Linked DNA regions of Lactuca sativa: region 2 is linked to region 1. Evidence: chromatin contacts called from public Hi-C data. All regions are on one chromosome and are shown on one strand. Each heading gives the region's core, a stretch centred on a gene start, on an enhancer-like site or on the middle of the called end of the contact. The rest is flanking DNA. Distances are from core to core; before and after follow the strand shown. Region 1 holds the start of LOC111883445 (putative WEB family protein At1g65010, chloroplastic). Region 2 holds the start of LOC111883381 (14-3-3-like protein).

Evidence for each region. A called contact is a pair of places that touch in the nucleus more often than the background predicts.
Region 2: a contact with region 1 is called in a Hi-C map of leaf, with 4 times the contacts expected there. The contact joins the promoter of LOC111883381 here to the promoter of LOC111883445 in region 1.

The regions. Positions count from the first base shown.
Region 1 is chr2:153,527,478-153,531,707 of Lsat_Salinas_v11, forward strand. It overlaps LOC111883445 (putative WEB family protein At1g65010, chloroplastic), which reads left to right and starts at 1,652. Exons shown (of 4, transcript XM_023879780.3): 1 at 1,652-1,846; 2 at 1,950-2,103; 3 at 2,195-3,974; 4 at 4,207-4,230. The coding sequence starts at 1,827.
Region 2 is chr2:153,686,843-153,691,162 of Lsat_Salinas_v11, forward strand. It overlaps LOC111883381 (14-3-3-like protein), which reads left to right and starts at 2,602. Exons shown (of 4, transcript XM_023879705.3): 1 at 2,602-3,220; 2 at 3,555-3,677; 3 at 3,775-3,891; 4 at 4,002-4,255. The coding sequence starts at 2,732. The coding sequence ends at 4,049.

The sequences.
Region 1 (4,230 bases), core at 402-2,901:
GACCTGTCCCGTTCCCGATTTCCCGAATACCGAATTTAATCGAAAGTTAATCCCGAGTACCGAACCAAATTAACATCACCGGTACCGGGAATGGTACCGGTACTCGGTACTAGTACCGGTATCGACGGTACCGATTCCCGAATTTCATGTATTTGGAGTACCAAGTACCGTCCCGTATTTTTAAATTCGGTACCGATTCTGGTACGGTACCGGTACGGGATCGGGATTTGGGACAAACTGCTCATCCCTAGATGATCGTATGAGGTTGAGGTTATATTTAAACAAAATAAAAAGTTTTGTAGTTAAATCATAATTTTTTAAACGATTAAACCGGAAATATATCTAAATTATATTGGTTATTTATGTAATTAAAAGTTTTATGGTTAAATAGAAATCCTTTATAGTTTATACTTTATTACTGTTTTTTTTTAAAAAAATCAAAAATCTCAAAATTTAATTATCAAATATTTTCAATGATTAAAATCAATTAATCCAAACTATAATAGCTTTTATAGAATTTAACCTTATAAAAAACACTAAAAAATAAACCGCACTCACTAGAGTCTAGAACGATATAAGAAATTTATGCGTTTGGTTCTCTTGACTAAACACTCAAAAGCCCAAATTGATGACCGAGCCCAAATTATGAGCGTTGACCAATTTCACACATCCCTGTGAAAATGTTGGCCGGCCGTAGGACACGGTCACACCCCCCTTGCCTACGCCAATTAATTACTTTAGCATTTATAACGGTTATGTACACTAAACCCCTTAAAGTTACTCAAACTTATCAGAACTACCCCTCATCTACTATTACATGATAATACAACACCTTCTACCCTTTATGTCTTTTATTTTTGTATTTTTCGGAAAACAAGACTGCTACCCTAATCAGATTTAGAGTTTTTATCGGGTTTCATACATTTATATAAATTGATATTTGTATTCTTGAGATCTTTAGTAGACATTAAACATCATTTCCTTTTGTTTTGAATTCACGTGAAAGTAAAAATACATTCAACAATTTATTATTCAATACAACATATATTTTAGCTTATTTATTTTAAGAAATCAATAATTTTAAGTTTTAACATATTGGACATATTCGGCATAGAGCTTTTGAAAATTTATAACTTTGAGTTTTAAACAAAAAAACTAATAATCTAAAAACTACTTCAAATAACATTTAACAAAAAGCTCATTTATATTATAACAAATTTATAAGATTACAATGAATAATATTTATGTAATTTTACATATTTCAAAGGTTCCAACTTCCAACTATATTATGGCTAACACTTATATACAAAGAAAGCTACAGTTTTAACATATCAGCTAACAATTACCAACCACAAGCTTCTGGTTAGTTTTATCGAACACGTCCATTATGAAAAATTAACCTAATTACATGTTAATTTTCAACAAGTTTCTAATTTTAAACAGTTATATAAAATGAGAAAAAAAAGCCTATTGTATTTAATGATTGAATGAATAAAATAATAAAAACACCTTACCCTTTTGCAAATAACCTTTTTAGGTTGTAAAACAAAAAACAAAGAACAAAAGAACAAATAGAAAAGTCAAGGGTAAAGAATAGAAATATAAGATTGAGTCAATTAATTTCCATGTAGGCTTAGGTGTTTTCTTTTCCCCATTTGTCAATTTCCCCTGAATTCCTTTGTAGTATTTGATTCAAAGTGAGTGTCTGTATCGAGTACCCGCCAACCTCGGACCCCTTCAAACCCACCGGATTTCAACCATTTTCTCTCCGATTTTTCATCGGTTTCCAGAAATAGTCGAATTTTGACAGCGCCTAATCTTCCACAATGTTACGTTCCAAATCCAGGTACTAACTCATCCAAATTTCTGTCTCTGTATCATCATCATACGTTACGTGTAAATTTCGTCGTCTCTATCCTTGATTTATGATAAATATCGTTGATTTTTAGATCTGGTTATTTGGAATTCGGGCAAAAGAAGCATCAATCCTTTCTCATTAGAAGCATTTCCGGATCGAAGATTTGTAGGGGAGATGCTCTTGCTTCACAAGTCGCTAAAGAAGCCGTCGTTTCCGTTGATCGCAAGTCAATTAGTTTATCAGAGGTATATAAAATTGTTAAATTTTGGTGTAATTTGGTTAAATTTCTGTGTATATCTGATGACGATGATGATGATTTGTGTTTTTGTTGCGTAGAATCGGATTGTTAAGGCTGCAATGATGCAAAAGCAAGTAACCGATTTAGAGGAGGAGTTGAAGAACACAAAAGCGAGATTAAATGAAGCAGAACGAGAAAAAAACCGACTCATTACGGAGGTTAATGCAGGGTTGTCAAAGGCGTTTGAGGCTAAATTGGCAGAAAGGGATAAATATTTAGAACAATTGAAAAAGGAATTGGCCACAGTTAAGGATGAAAGCAAAAAACAGATGCAGGAATTGGAAGATCAGGTGGAAAAAGCAAAGCAATCGGAATCAAAAATGTTGGAGTCGCTGATGTTTCAAACGCAAGAAATTATGCAAACTAAAATGGATTTAGAAGAATCGAAACTTGAAGTTGCTTCACTTTACGAGAGGCTCGAGAATGGTGGCAACAACAACACATCAAAAGGTAATTACAATTACAATCATAATCAAAATCAAAAGCAAAATCAAAATCAAAATCAAAATCAAATTCAAAATCAAGCATCAATGGAGACAATAGCATTAAAAGAAGAAATCGCAAAGCTGAAGAACGAAGTAAAACATGCAATGGAAGGCGAGGAGAAAAGCAAGAAGGCGATGGATGGTTTAGCATCTGCATTACAAGAAGTAGCGACAGAAGCAAGTATGACAAACGAAAAACTAAGATCAACAGAAGCGAAAGTAAGCGATTTGAGTTCAGAAGTCGAGCGATTAACGGAAGAACTCGAGATACAAAGGGAAGAATACGATCGATTACGAGTGGAATCTGAGGAATCTTATCTCACATGGTCATCAAAAGAAATGGGATTCATAACCTGTATTAAAAAATCCGATGAAGAATCCGCCGCCGCTAAACACGAAAACAACCGGCTGAAAGAAGCCCTAGTCTCCGCCGAAAACACAGCACGAATCGCGAGAGAAGAAGCTTTCAAGCTTCGAGACATTCTCAAACAAGCCCTAAACGAATCAAACGTCGCTAAAGAAGCCTCCAACATCGCTCGATCGGAAAATTCAGAACTCAAAGACTTACTAGCAGAAAAAGAAGACGCATTACATTTCCTCACAAAGGAAAACGAACGATTACGAATCAACGAAGTCGCAGCTCGTGAAAACGTGAAAGAGTTCAAGAGATTATTAGCTGCAAAAGCAGAAGCTGAAAAATTCTACGACGAAAAAGAACACAACGACGATTTCGACTCCCCGCTTTCGTGCCTCTACGAAGATCATTACGACGGAAGAGGAACACCACGGCAGACATTCAGCTTCGATTTCGATGATCTGAAAGCGTTCAACAAAGACGACGACGTTTTCAACAACTTCGAGGACGAAACAGTTGCTGATATCGCTGTAGGTGATGATCCGGAGAAGGCGGAGGCGTTGAAAGGTTCTATTTTTGACATGTCGGCTTCGCCTAAATCAGAGCCGCAGACGCCGAAGTTTAAACCGGAGCACCGGCGAGCTTCGTCGATTTATACGGATGCAGGTGGGGTGGGTCAAGGGGAGGAAGGCGAGAACGCCGGTAGTAGTGGGCATAGCCATAGTCATGGTCATACGGAAGATGGAGATGATAGGAGCTACTACAGCCGGAAGAAGCTGTTTAAGAAGATCGGAGAACTTATCGTCGGAAAACAAACCAGTAAAAAAGAAGGCTCAGAAACGCCTAAAGAACATGGAAAAGAAAAAGAACAGAGCAAAGAACAGAGTAAAGAACATAGTAAAGAAAAAGAACAGAGTAAAGAAAAAGAAAAGGAACAGGGTAAAGAAAAAGAAGAGGGTAAAGAGGGTAAAGAACTAGGTATGTAGTTTGATTGTTTAATTGTGATTTCAGATTTTATGATTATTATATATATATATATATATATATATATATATATATATATATATATATATATATATATATATATATATATATATATATATATATATATATATATATATATATATATATATATATATATATATATATATATATATATATATATTGGTTGTAATGAGTTAAATTGTGTGTATGTTTATAGCGATTGCAGAAACGACGACGCATCATTCAAGTG
Region 2 (4,320 bases), core at 1,352-3,851, 160 kb after region 1:
CAATTGTTAATTGGGTGTTGTTTTGATATAGATAGTTCGGGGTGGTCAGCCAGCAGCTAGAGATTTATCCGCATGATTCAGCAGTGTGTGATGAGTCTTCTCACTATATCCATGGGTCGAAGGCACCAACGCCGACACATTACATGTTTGTGGAATGCTAGTTGTCTATATGATACTTGCATGAAAGACCATAAGGGTAGCCCATGACACTTGGATATCAGACCATTTGGGGGGGGGGGGGGGGGCTATGGCATTCCAGGAAGAGACTATGAGAGGATCTCATGACACTTGGATATTAGACCATGGGGGGAGCCCATGACATTCCAGGTAAAGACCATTAGGGGGGGGGGGGGAGGGGGATCCCATGGCAACTATATGTATGTTGCATGATATTTCGTGGTTGTATGCTATGTGGTATTTTGGAGAACTCATTAAGCTTTGTGCTTACGATTTTCAGTTTATGTTTCAGGTACTTCGGTTTTTAAATGGGAGAGCTCGAAATGATTGCATAACACACACCACAAGTTTTCACGTTCTGTGAATTAATTTGTTAAATCTTGGATTCCTTGGTTTTATGAGAAAGATATGTATTAACGATTTATAAATGTAAAAACAATTATTTTTATGTCATGATTTTTGGACTGTTACACTTGAGATCCTATTATTTGTAGAATTCCTAGATAGCGGGTTGTGATTAGGATTTTAGAAAGCCTTACGTGCAAGTATGGTTAGCTACCCCTGGTGGCTAGTGTGATGGTTCACTATGCCTAGATTTGTAAAATGGAAAAAAGCTAAGGTTTGTGCTTCGTGCTTACTGATTATGAGTCGTATTATTTAACCATCACTATTTTGGGAAGTTTGGACTTATGAGATTGACTCGATTTGGGATTGATGCATGCATATTATTGTTATTTGTTTGTAGAATTATCCCATTTTAACATATTGAGTTTGTATATATTACTCATCTTTATTAGCTAATCAATATTAACTCTATTTGTTAATTAGAAAAAAATTTGAAGGTAGCATATTTTTCATAGCAAGATTTATAAAACCAATTGTTTGATTATATGGGTCTTATACCCTTTTGGTTTTTTTGTTTTTTATATGGGTAATATGCCATTTTAGTTTATTACATGGGTTATTAAATCCTTTAATTTAAATTCATGGATTATTACATCATTGTCTATATCCACGACGAAATAATTTTCTTCATTCTATTTTCACTATTTATATGTTTTTTTCAAGAAGTAATTGATAAATGATGGAATTATCCAATTATTATGTTTGTAAATTACTAATTTAGACTGAATCTAACCGAGGAAGCGACGGAGTTTCTTATAATATAAAATTAAATTACAATTTTAGTCTATGTGGTTTACACCACTTTTTAGGTTTGATCTTAGTTTTATGGTTTTGACATCATTGATCCTCGTGGTTGGCAATTCTATTAGAAATGGCCATTCCCTCAATTAGCGTCATAGTTTTTCTTTTAACTACACATGAAATGAAATAACTAAAATGCCTTTGTTTTATCCTTTTTTAGGACTAAAAGTAATACGACTTTCTAACATCAATGACCAAAATTGTAACCTGCTATATAATAAAGATTAATGACAATGCCATCCCCACTAAGAATGCATATCACATCCAAAAACCCTCCTCTCTTTAACTAGTCGTTGGTATTCTTTCATCACTCTTAAGTGACCGCTTGATCTATAACGATCACTCTGTTCCCTTTCTTCCTAATCACATCTCCAGTTGCTATCTTCTTTCTGTTTTTTTTTTCTTGCATGTAAATCCAACTGATCTGTTTTCTTGATCCCTTCTCCGACAAGCATCATCTCCTCTTCATTTACATACTATCACCTCCTCACATTCTCCTCCCATCATCAATTACAATTCAAGTTAACATCAAAGATAAAGATGATGAGAAAAGAGATTGAGTTTATCTTGACTATGGCGGTGATGGTGGTGCCAATCTTCTTCCTCCTTCCCCTTATGCATTGTTTCCAATCAAACAACTATGGTTTATTGAGATATGTAAGGTTGGGTAAGTGGGTAGCTTAATTTGGTTTGGAGTTGCAGGTGGTGGTAGTGAAAAATGACAATGGTGGTGGCATACAATGCTGTAGTGATGGTATACGATGGTGTTGGTGATATACTGTAATTTTTAGTAATAATTAAAAAAAGTAAGAAAAGACAAAAACATATACATTTTAATCATTTCATATGCACTTCACAAAAAATATTGACGGTAACAAAAATAAACACCTTTCCATAAGATTGGTTGGAGTGGGCAATGCCCACCAACGTTTTTAGAAGAAAAAACAAAAAACGAGCGTTATAGGATGTGGTGGTGATAACGGAAAGCAACGTGTATGCTAATAACATGTAAAAATGGATAGGAAGGGCGGTGTTTATGGTGTTATAACGTGGAAAAACGTCCTAAAGGCGTTGCCCACACCTAACAGCCTTATGAAATTGCCAACCACGAGGACTACTAGTGTCAAAATCGTAAAACTAGGACTAAACCTTGTATAAACAACTGGACCAAAATTGTAATTTACTCTAAATATAAAATATTATATTGGAACCAGTGAGGAAATACCTTTTTCAAAAGAGCCAATATACCACCACACTGTCTCTCTCTGCAAAACTCGAATAGGCTGTGACGATAACCGCCTTCTCCTTCCCCATTTCGCATTCTCTCTCTTCACACACAAACAGAGCAATGGCCGCCGCATCATCTCCTCGCGAAGACAATGTGTACATGGCAAAACTCGCCGAACAAGCTGAACGCTACGAGGAAATGGTTGAATTCATGGAAAAAGTCGTCGCCGCCGCGGACGGCAGCGAAGAACTCACCATAGAGGAGCGCAACCTTCTCTCCGTTGCTTACAAGAACGTGATCGGAGCACGGAGGGCTTCCTGGCGTATCATCTCCTCCATCGAGCAGAAAGAAGAGAGCAGAGGCAACGAGGGACACGTTGCGACGATCCGTGATTACAGATCTAAGATCGAGACGGAGCTATCGTCGATCTGCGACGGTATCCTCAAGCTTCTCGATTCGAAGCTCATCGGATCCGCGTCTAGCGGTGATTCCAAGGTTTTCTATCTGAAAATGAAGGGAGATTATTACAGGTATTTGGCTGAATTTAAGACTGGATCTGAGAGGAAAGAAGCTGCTGAGAATACACTCTCTGCTTACAAGGCGGCTCAGGTTAGGGTTTTCTCACTTTTTGCTCTAAATTTTGTTTGAAGAATTTCGTTTTTCACTGTTTCACTTGTTAGCTTTTACACTCTAAACCAGAAGTCAAACCTGAAACTATTCATTCCATGACTTGCATATTAGATTTCCGTTAAATCTTTGCCCTTTCAATCACACTTCTGTAGCTCTTCTAAAATCTAACTCTGAAAATCGAATCTCAAGTCAATACGACTCTATTGCATTCATCAAATGAAAACCGTTACACATTTTCCATATCGGTGCTCGATTTTTCTTTCACTTTTTTTTCCAAAGCAGTCAGAAAAGAATCAAGCTCTCATGGTTGCAGGATATTGCAAATGGAGAACTTGCTCCCACCCATCCTATCCGACTTGGACTTGCACTCAACTTCTCAGTCTTCTACTATGAGATCCTAAATTCACCAGATCGCGCATGCAATCTTGCAAAGCAGGTGAGCAGTAAACTGTATAAAACTTTGAATATAAATGATATTCTCAGATTCACTTGTGATTATTCTGAATTTGACTGGTTGTTTTGTGATTTGGTAGGCTTTTGATGAAGCTATTGCAGAATTGGATACCTTAGGAGAAGATTCCTACAAGGACAGCACCCTGATCATGCAACTTCTTCGTGATAATCTCACTTTATGGACTTCAGACATGCAGGTAGTTTTCTTTTTTTAATTTCAATTTTTATTCTTTACTACTTTAATTAATTAATTTATTTATCAATTTATCATATATTCATACCCAATTGTTGGTTTGAAATAATGCAGGATGACAGTGCTGAAGAAATTAAAGAAGCACCAAAGGCAGATGAGTAACAAAATTCCCTACTCAAGACCTGTTTATGGTTTGTAATTGTTTGCTTTTCGATTGAAAATGCTCTACTTGTTGCGAGTATCAACTCTTTAGATTTAGGAATTTAATGATTTTCTATCTTTTTTAATATCATGCTTAATTTCATCTTCCATCATTGCAAACGCTTTTTAGGTTGTGGTTTTATAAGTTAAAAAAATGTTTGTGGTTATATACTTATTATAGGTATATCGTATATGTTTCAGTTATTTTTTAAATCTTTATTGTTCATTTCAC